Regions from separate parts of the Salmo salar genome. Here region 1 is linked to region 2. A link is a contact called in public Hi-C data. All regions are on one chromosome and are shown on one strand. Each heading gives the region's core, a stretch centred on a gene start, on an enhancer-like site or on the middle of the called end of the contact. The rest is flanking DNA. Distances are from core to core; before and after follow the strand shown. Region 1 holds the start of LOC106586706 (trafficking from ER to golgi regulator). Region 2 holds the start of LOC106586707 (SUMO specific peptidase 7).

What was found. Hi-C and Micro-C count contacts between places; a contact is called where the count stands out from the background.
Region 1: a Hi-C map of muscle shows a contact between it and region 2, with 15 times the contacts expected there. The contact joins the promoter of LOC106586706 here to the promoter of LOC106586707 in region 2. A contact is called at or near these places in 2 of 3 Hi-C or Micro-C datasets (gill and muscle).

The regions. Positions count from the first base shown.
Region 1 is chrssa25:37,134,826-37,138,955 of Ssal_v3.1, reverse strand. It overlaps LOC106586706 (trafficking from ER to golgi regulator), which reads left to right and starts at 1,997. Exons shown (of 8, transcript XM_014174256.2): 1 at 1,997-2,166. jagn1a (jagunal homolog 1a) reads left to right here. Exons shown (of 3, transcript XM_014174252.2): 3 at 1-1,182. The coding sequence ends at 98.
Region 2 is chrssa25:36,888,440-36,892,804 of Ssal_v3.1, reverse strand. It overlaps LOC106586707 (SUMO specific peptidase 7), which reads right to left and starts at 2,085. Exons shown (of 23, transcript XM_045707491.1): 1 at 1,802-2,085; 2 at 1-136. The coding sequence starts at 37.

The sequences.
Region 1 (4,130 bases), core at 748-3,247, 250 kb before region 2:
TGGTGGTGGCGGTGCAGGTGCACGCCTGGCAGATCTACTACAGCAAGAAGCTGCTGGACGCCTGGTTCGATTCCACACAGGAGAAGAAGAAGAAGTGACGAGGATGTTTTGTGGGTTTTGAGGCTAGGGGAAAACTGTTTTTGTTTTTCTCTCTGTCTTTAGGATGCATATATTAGTATTTTCTGTTATTTATTTATTTATTTATTTATTTATTACCTCATGTAATCACTGGCTATTATATCTTTCCAGGTGGCCTATTCAACACACATTTTCTTGCCAAAACACGCATGCTCTCTCTCTCCATTTTAAAGACACTCAGGTGTATACATTTTCTCTCACATACACAAACAATTAGTGGCACAGCGGTCTAAGGCACTGCATCTCAGTGCTAGAGGCGTCACTACCGACCCAGCGTCGTTAGCGTTTGGCTGGGGTAGGCCGTCATTGTAAATAAGAATTTGTTCTTAACTGACTTGCCTAGTTCAATGAAAATAAAAGCAATTCTCTACTTTGTTTATCAGGCCTCAGAGAATAAACGATAGAGACTGCAGCTCCTTCTGAGACTGCAATATTTACAGCTGTTGTGAAGCATTTAGAATTATGAACCAAGCCCTTGTGTGAGACTGCAGCATGACGGAGGATCTCTCTACTGACTCTTTGTCATAACAGTGGAGGAATCAGGGCTGGACTAGTTTGTTGTCACGGTTTCAGTAAATTGACATCCGGTGACTAGTCTGTCAATATTGAAAGCCCTGTAAGGCATGCGCACAAGTACTGTACAAAGCTTGAGACTGAGAGACATGGGATGCTGTGTTTCAAAGGCAAAAAAATGTATGCATCATTGCGCTAAGTTGGCCTGACAGGTTACTCTGTGTCTTGACAGCTATCAAGTGGTCTTGATTTGCCCCTGTAATGTGCCCAAACTGTAGTGCTCCACAGGGTTGTGGTCAATACCAGTCAATTCAGAAAGTAAACCAAATATAAATTCCAAATTATCATTGATAAGCATTGAAGAGAATTGGAATTTCAGTGTACTTCCTGAATTGACTGGATTTGAAATGGAATTGACCCCAACCCTGGAGCTCATCATTCATATACCTCTTAAATGTCCTGTATGCTTGACCCATTGCTCCCTCACTTTATATGATTATGTTTTTACCACCAATAAAAAGGGAAATTAAATCCTTTTGTCTTGATTGTGTCTTTATTTGTCTTGATTGTTACAGACCTTGTGATGTGCTAGATGAGTAGTTTCATCACAGTTGCTTTCACCACATAATCACTTATGTGTCACAGTAACCTTTGAAATTAAGCAAAACACGTCCTGTAAAAGGTATAGAGGAAACCACATCACACAGAGTCACATATTTAATATAAAACAACATTTCTCAACCTGCACCTATGCAGTGGTGTAAAGTACTTTAGTAAAAATACTTGAAAGTACTACTTAAGTAGTTTTACTTCACTACATTCCTAAATAAAAGTATTTACTTTTTACACCATACATTTTCCTTGACACCCAAAAGTACTCTTTACATTTATATGCTTAGCTGGACAGGAAAATGAGCAAATTCACACACTTATTAAGAGAACATCCCAGGTCATCCCTACTGCCTCTGATCTGATGGACTCACTAAACACATGCTTTGTTTGTAAATGATGTCTGAGTGTTGGAGCGTGCCCCTGGCTATCCGTAAATTAAAATAAGACAATGATGCTGTCTGGTTTGCTTAATATAAGGAATTTGAAATGATTTACACTTGTACTTTTACTTTTGATACTTAAGTTTATTTTAGCAATTACATTTACTTTTGATACTTAAGTGTAATTCAAACCAAATACTTTTAGCCTTTTACTGAAGTAGTATTTTACTGGGTAACTTTCACTTGAGCCATTTTCTATTAAGGTATGATTACTTTTACTCAAGTATGAGCTTTGGGTACTTTTTCCACCACTGTTCCTATGCAGAAAAAATACGTTAAATAGTTGAGTCACTACGACTGCGCGCTCCGCTGTATGCCACGTACAGGTTTACGTCGACAAGCGGCCAGACTTCCTCATGTGAGGCTAGGATTCTGTGTTTGCCAGCCCTGGTTAAACATTTTGGCTGCCAAGGTCCTGAGAGAAATACCGACACAACAGCGGGTTTAAGTCGTCCAGTTACAGGTGGGATACATATAGCTGTCTGTTTCGATATTGCTAATATTGACAACCTGAATCACATTCTCAATCACAGTTAGCATTTCTACCTAACGATTGATGCTAGCATCGGGTTTGTTTTTAAAGCCACATTTGTTTTATTTTCTCTAAGACCTCTCTTAAGTTGTATACATAATGTTATTGGTGCAATGATATTGTTTTTTTTGTTTGTATTAAATGAAGTCGAACATTCATTCTCTGATACCGGTTAAAACGCTAAACTGTGAATTATTTTGCAGGAAGTCAACATTCTAACCATAAATGAGAGGTTTGAGTTGGTCTGTATTTGGCATGGTTCTACATCCTGTCAGTTACAGGAAAATTAATTGGCTATGTATGATCCAACTTGGCTTTCTTACTAGCTAGTTAGCGAGTTACGTTCGTTTTGACACCTTTAGTGACAATACGATTATCTAGTTATGTTAGCTAACAATATAGCCAGTGCAACAGATTTTGAGCCAGAGTTAGTTATTGGCATAACAGCAAACTAACGAGCTGTCAAATTACCACGTTAGGTAGCTAACGTTAGCTATCATGTCGTGAATCACTGCAAATAAGATAACAAGCTGCAATCCGAACCTCGCCCTTTCGTTAGTCAGCAAGTTAATTGAATGACTTCTGTACAAGCCAAGCCTTGTGTTAAAATGAGATGGGTGTCATAGTTCGCATAATATATCAAGTTATCTAGACAGACACCTTTTGTTGGTAGCTAATTTAGCTAGCTTGTTTGCTAGCCAAAGGCCAGACCAACAAGTTAAAATCAAAATCAACTAAAGTAGTTGCATTTGACGTGATTGAATCTATGTATTGTAACTGTTTGTTGATAAAAGGCCTATCTGGGTGTGGACTGGATAGGGAAGAGATTGTTCATCATAAACTCATCAGTTCAGCTAGTGCTTATATTATTCTGATGATATTAACCAGTTGTGTGTCATGAATCATGATCCACTCAACACATTCTACAAACTCACTCTTTCAATTCAGGTTACAGTACTTGGCCTATATAGGCCCACGTTTCTTTGTGGAGATGCATAAGAACCGGCCTGCCAGCCTGGCATTTTTAAAACTTTTGAAGCAGAACTGTGTACTATATAGTATAGTGGTTTCTAGAGGGCAGTGACCACTGACCAGCTGTAGCGCATTCTATATCATGCAAAGGTAAAGATGAGTGAATCCAATTGGGTTGCTAGATGAATGATTCTACCATTTTTCCATGGTCCAAACACTTTGTCTGTATCTGAAGGATGTTTTAACTGATGGTGCTGATCTGTTTTTCAATGGCTGTTTGTGGCTCACAAATCATCTATAGCAGTGGTTCCCATACTGGGGTGGGGGGGGGACTCAGTCCGGCTTTAAACTTCCTCTTCAAAGTTGTAATGTAGAATGCACGAGGTGAAATTGGTAGTGCATCATCAGTTCCTCTTGTCATGTTAGTCATTGCATAGCTTAGAGAGCTATTTGTAACTTGTCTTGATCAACTAGCACATTAGCTAACACTTTTTATTTAGTTTTTTTAGCCCATAGTTATTGTTGTAATTTAAGTCACTCAAATATCACATGAAGACACATTAGACATGGCAAAATGTATAGAATTGCATGAACATTTTCTTTAAAATTGCATGATTTTCTTTGCATCGCATGACAAAATGTGTAGAATTGCAGGAAATGAGCTTTAAACCTGTGCAATTCTCTCCACCAACAAGAGGAGTGTGAACAATTTGTGTCATGAACAGAGCTTGTTCCTATAGAAATAGATGTGGTGTGGGATGTTCCCCAATGCTGGTTGGGGCCCCAGAGGGAAAAAGTTTGGGAACCCTTGATCTATAGGACATGGGGAGGGGGAGCGAAATGTGTGCTGTTTGCACTAAATTCTTTGTTGTAATATTGCAAACGGTCATTGCAGTTTCACGATGAATGTTTCCAGCTTTAAT
Region 2 (4,365 bases), core at 836-3,335:
CCAGTGAAATGGTTAGAGCTCTCTTATGGTCCATCATGACCAGGCTCTGGGGCTTTAGGGCTTGACCTCAGGCCACTCCTTCTCCAGGGCCTCCTGTCACCAATCCAGGCAGCGATTGTGACGCAGCAAACAAGCTCTGCAGCAGACACACATGATATGTACAGTATACATTCACTTTCATACCTGTCAGTTTACAAGCGCACAATCCCACATACACTAAATGATCAAAAGTATGTGGACACCTGCAAGCCGAACATCTTATTCCAAAATCATTAGCATTAATATAGAGTTGATCCCCCCCATTGCTGCTATAATAGCCTCCACTCTTCTGGGAAGACCTTCAAATAGATGTTGGAACAACGCTGTGGGGACTTTCTTCCTTTCAGCCATAAGAGCATTGGTGAGGTCGGGCACTGATGTTGGGCGATTAGGCCTGGCTCGCAGTCGGTGTTCCAATTCATCCCAAAGGTGTTCAATGGGGTTGAGATCAGGCTCTGTGCAGGCCAGTCAAGTTCTTCCACACCATTCTCGCCAAACCATTTCTGTATGGACCTCGCTTTGTGCACGGGGACACTGTCCTGCTGAAATAGGAAAGGGCCTTCTCCAAACTGTTGCACAGAATCGTCTAGAATGTCATTGTATGCTGTAGCGTTAAGATTTCCCTTCAATGGAACTAAGGGGCCTAGCCCGAACCATAAAAAACAGCCACAGACCATTATTCCTCCTCCACAAAACTGGCATTATGCATTGGGACAGGTAGCGTTCTCCTGGTATCCGCCAAACCCAGATTTGTCTGTCGGACTGCCAAATGGCGAAGCGTGCTTCAGCACTCAAAAGAGCGCGTTTCCACTGCTACAGAGTCCAATGGCTGCAAGCTTTACACCACTTCAGCAGATGCTTGGCATTGCGCATGCTTGGCATTGCGCATGCTTGGCATTGCGCATGCTTGGCATTGCGCATGCTTGGCATTGCGCATGCTTGGCATTGCGCATGCTTGGCATTCTGCTTGTGTGCGGCTGTTCGGCAATGGAAACCCATTTCATGAAGCTCCCGACTAACAGTTATTGTGCTGACTTTGCTTCCAGAGGCAGTTTGGAACTCGGTAGTGAGTGTTGCAACCTAGGAGAACTTACAGTTGACCGAGGCAGCTTTAGCAGGGCAGAAATTTGACAAACTGACTTGTTGGAAAGGTGGCATCCTATGACGTGTCATGTTGAAAGGCCATTCTATTGCCAATGTTTGGCTATGGAGATTCCATGGCTGCATGCTCGATTTTATACACCTGTCAGCAACCGGTGTGGCTGAAATCGCCGAATCCACTCATTTGAAGGGGTGTCCACATACTTTTGTAAATATAGTGTACATTGGTGACTGTAGCATCACTAGGAACATGCAAGAGCTATTATTTTATTCTGTACTTTGAACATAATGCTTTTGCCAGGAAAAAAAAAAACATTGTTTATAAGCTTGTAATAGCAGCACATGAATAGCAGCATCTTGTCACGCGTGGTACTGGTGCACATTTATTTTCTGAATTTGCATGCTATGCTACTAGCAATTTCTAGCTAGCCCTCAGGTCGCTAGAATTTGCACTTGCATTTCACTGAAGTTAAATACTGCTCATGTAATGGTTATCTTCGTGTTGCCCTTTGACATTCTACAATATTATCCAGCTATGCACAGACACGCTAGCTAATAAAACCTGGCAAAAACCTGCCTGCCTGAAATTTAGCCAGCAAACTAGCTAATTTAGCTAGCTCAGTAGCAGACATCAACTTTTGTTCCCGATTCTCATACTTACTCAATAATACAGCGAGTTAGTGCAACATACACAAACGTGACCAAAGAGCGAGGATAAGGGAAATGTAAACAGCTACCGTACACTCCAAATCATCTCGCTGATTAACTGTAACGCCTATAAATTCATAAATAGTTACACGTTGCGTTGTTCGCACAGGTTGTAGATGTTTTCACGCTTTTCCTGGACAGAAGAACATCCTGGTGTTTCCGGAAGTGGACGATCTAGAGAGAGGAATAATAATGCCATATTTTTGCAGGCACTTAAACCAAAGATTTTTATAACTAACCCAAGATAGACCACAGCCTGTCATTTCCAATGGGAGAAAATTTATCAGAGTAGGCAGAGCCAAGCACGACCTAGCGTGAGCCTATTGGTGCGTTCAGCATATATTTGCATATTTCCATTAGGGAACGCCTATTCTGTGAAGTACGCATGTGCAATAAATCAATTTGCCCTTGCAGTCCTTCCAAACAACGCAATCTTTAAAAGAAAATGGCAAAGGGTAAAGTCTACAAAACGTAGTCCACTCTGTTCGTAACATATTCTAGTTTTGGAAACAGAAAACTGTATTGAGATTAAATGATTCATCGATTACAAAATTAGCAGAATGTCGGCCAAAATCCATCTTGCCCCACTGCCGGCCGCTGTGCTCTCACCACCATATTTGGTAGTAAGTGGAAACGCCAACCAAATATCTGTCTAATTGTTCTATCTGTGCTTAAACTCCGCCATGGGTCGTTGGAGAAAGCCTATTTGGAAATTAATCAAGTATGGGTAGCTGAGAGGGAAGAACCTTAATCTTTCCTCAGTTGTCTGAGCTATAAAAAATATATATATATATAATTCAACTCATGGTTAGGCCGAGATTTGTCCATTCAAGGAAGAGTTTTGCTGACTAAGGCTGAAGAGATGTCTAGAACCTCTTATGTGTTCTCTTGTCTTGACAGTCCCAAATCTATTCATTCCCAATTAGATAAGACACTGTTTAACTTTATATGGAAAAATAAACCTCACAATGTGAAGAAGAAAAAAAATGTTCTTAAAAAAGGTGTGGGCAGTCCTAATGTGTTTTAATTAAGTCTTAAAGATTTCATGGATAAAGTGATACTTTAAGGACCCAAACAGCTTTTGGTTTACAGTACCAAATCTTAATTTCAATGAATTTGGTGGCTTAAGTTTCCTTTTGCAATGTCCAGCAGGTGAACAACGTCCTGTTAAACTGGCTGATTTCCACAAACAAATGCTTCATTGTTGGTTCCTTCTATACAAACATAATTTCCCCCCTCATAAGTATGTTATATTGAATAATCTTATCATAAAATATAAAAACAAGTCGCTGTTTTTAGAACATTGGTTTAGAAAGAACATTTTACTTGTGGGCCAGCTGCTGAACTCAGATGGACACCTATATACATACAGTGAGTTTTTAAGAATGTATGAACTCCCTGTCTCACCAAAGGAATATGACATGGTGTCTTAAGCAATACCAGGTGGTGTTCTAACACTTTTGAAACAAACTGTGTTCAATACAGATCCATCACCGTCAACCATAGCAATTAACAGTGTCCCAGTTAATGATAAACAAAAATATATATAATTCATTCAAAGAGAAGCTTTTTATGACAGTGATGTTCCAATAGCAAAAATGTTGGTGGAACTTGCAATATGTTGTAAATTGGCCAAAGGTATGGATTTTATCACACAAATATGCGCTCACAAACAAAGTGAGGGAAACACTTTAAATAACTCACAGAGAATACCCATCCAACGAAAAGATCACTTGGGCATTTGTTTTTCCAATGTGTTTGTGAATATGTTCTGGATGGATCCTCGACTGGACTGGGGTAAAATATTTAGTGGGGACATCCATCTGCAAGCTTGTGATGTTCTTCTTGTTTTTGATAGTCCAAGATTCTCCACAAATGAAAAGTATTGTGATACATTTTATTAAAGTTCTTGCTAAATATCACATCCATAAAATGATATTTTTAAGAAAACAAAAACATCTTATTCAATATTTTTTAAGGTAGACTTAGTATGCTCTGTAAGAATAAGAAGGTATTGAAATCAATTGATACTGTTAAGATTTTCACATTTCTTTGAATGTAAAAACCCTGTATGTGTTTCTGTTTATCTGTTTGTGATGTTTTGTGATACAAAAATCTATACATCCTTCTAAAAAAATGTGACACATTTGTATTTTTGTATGTATGGAATTTCAAATAAAAATAAATTCAATTAAAGCATGGGTAGCTGTAACCCAATATGACGACCGGAGTATGGGCGAGTGGGTGTGGGTGTGAGTGTATGGACAGCGAATCAGCTAATTGGGCAGATTTGTTGCCACTCAAGACCGTTTTGTATGGCTGATTGGGCTGCACTACGAGTTGATAGTAAGCCGGCAGCGACCAGTGCTCCTGTGTTGTACCTGCTGACTTAAAGTGCTTCCTATTGGGTATCATCCTCGTGGATGGGCAAAGGTGTGCATTTGTAGCTACGAACAGCTGACACAAGCTTAGTCAAGTTTCAGTTTTTCTATTAACATATCATTTTGAGTCAGAGTT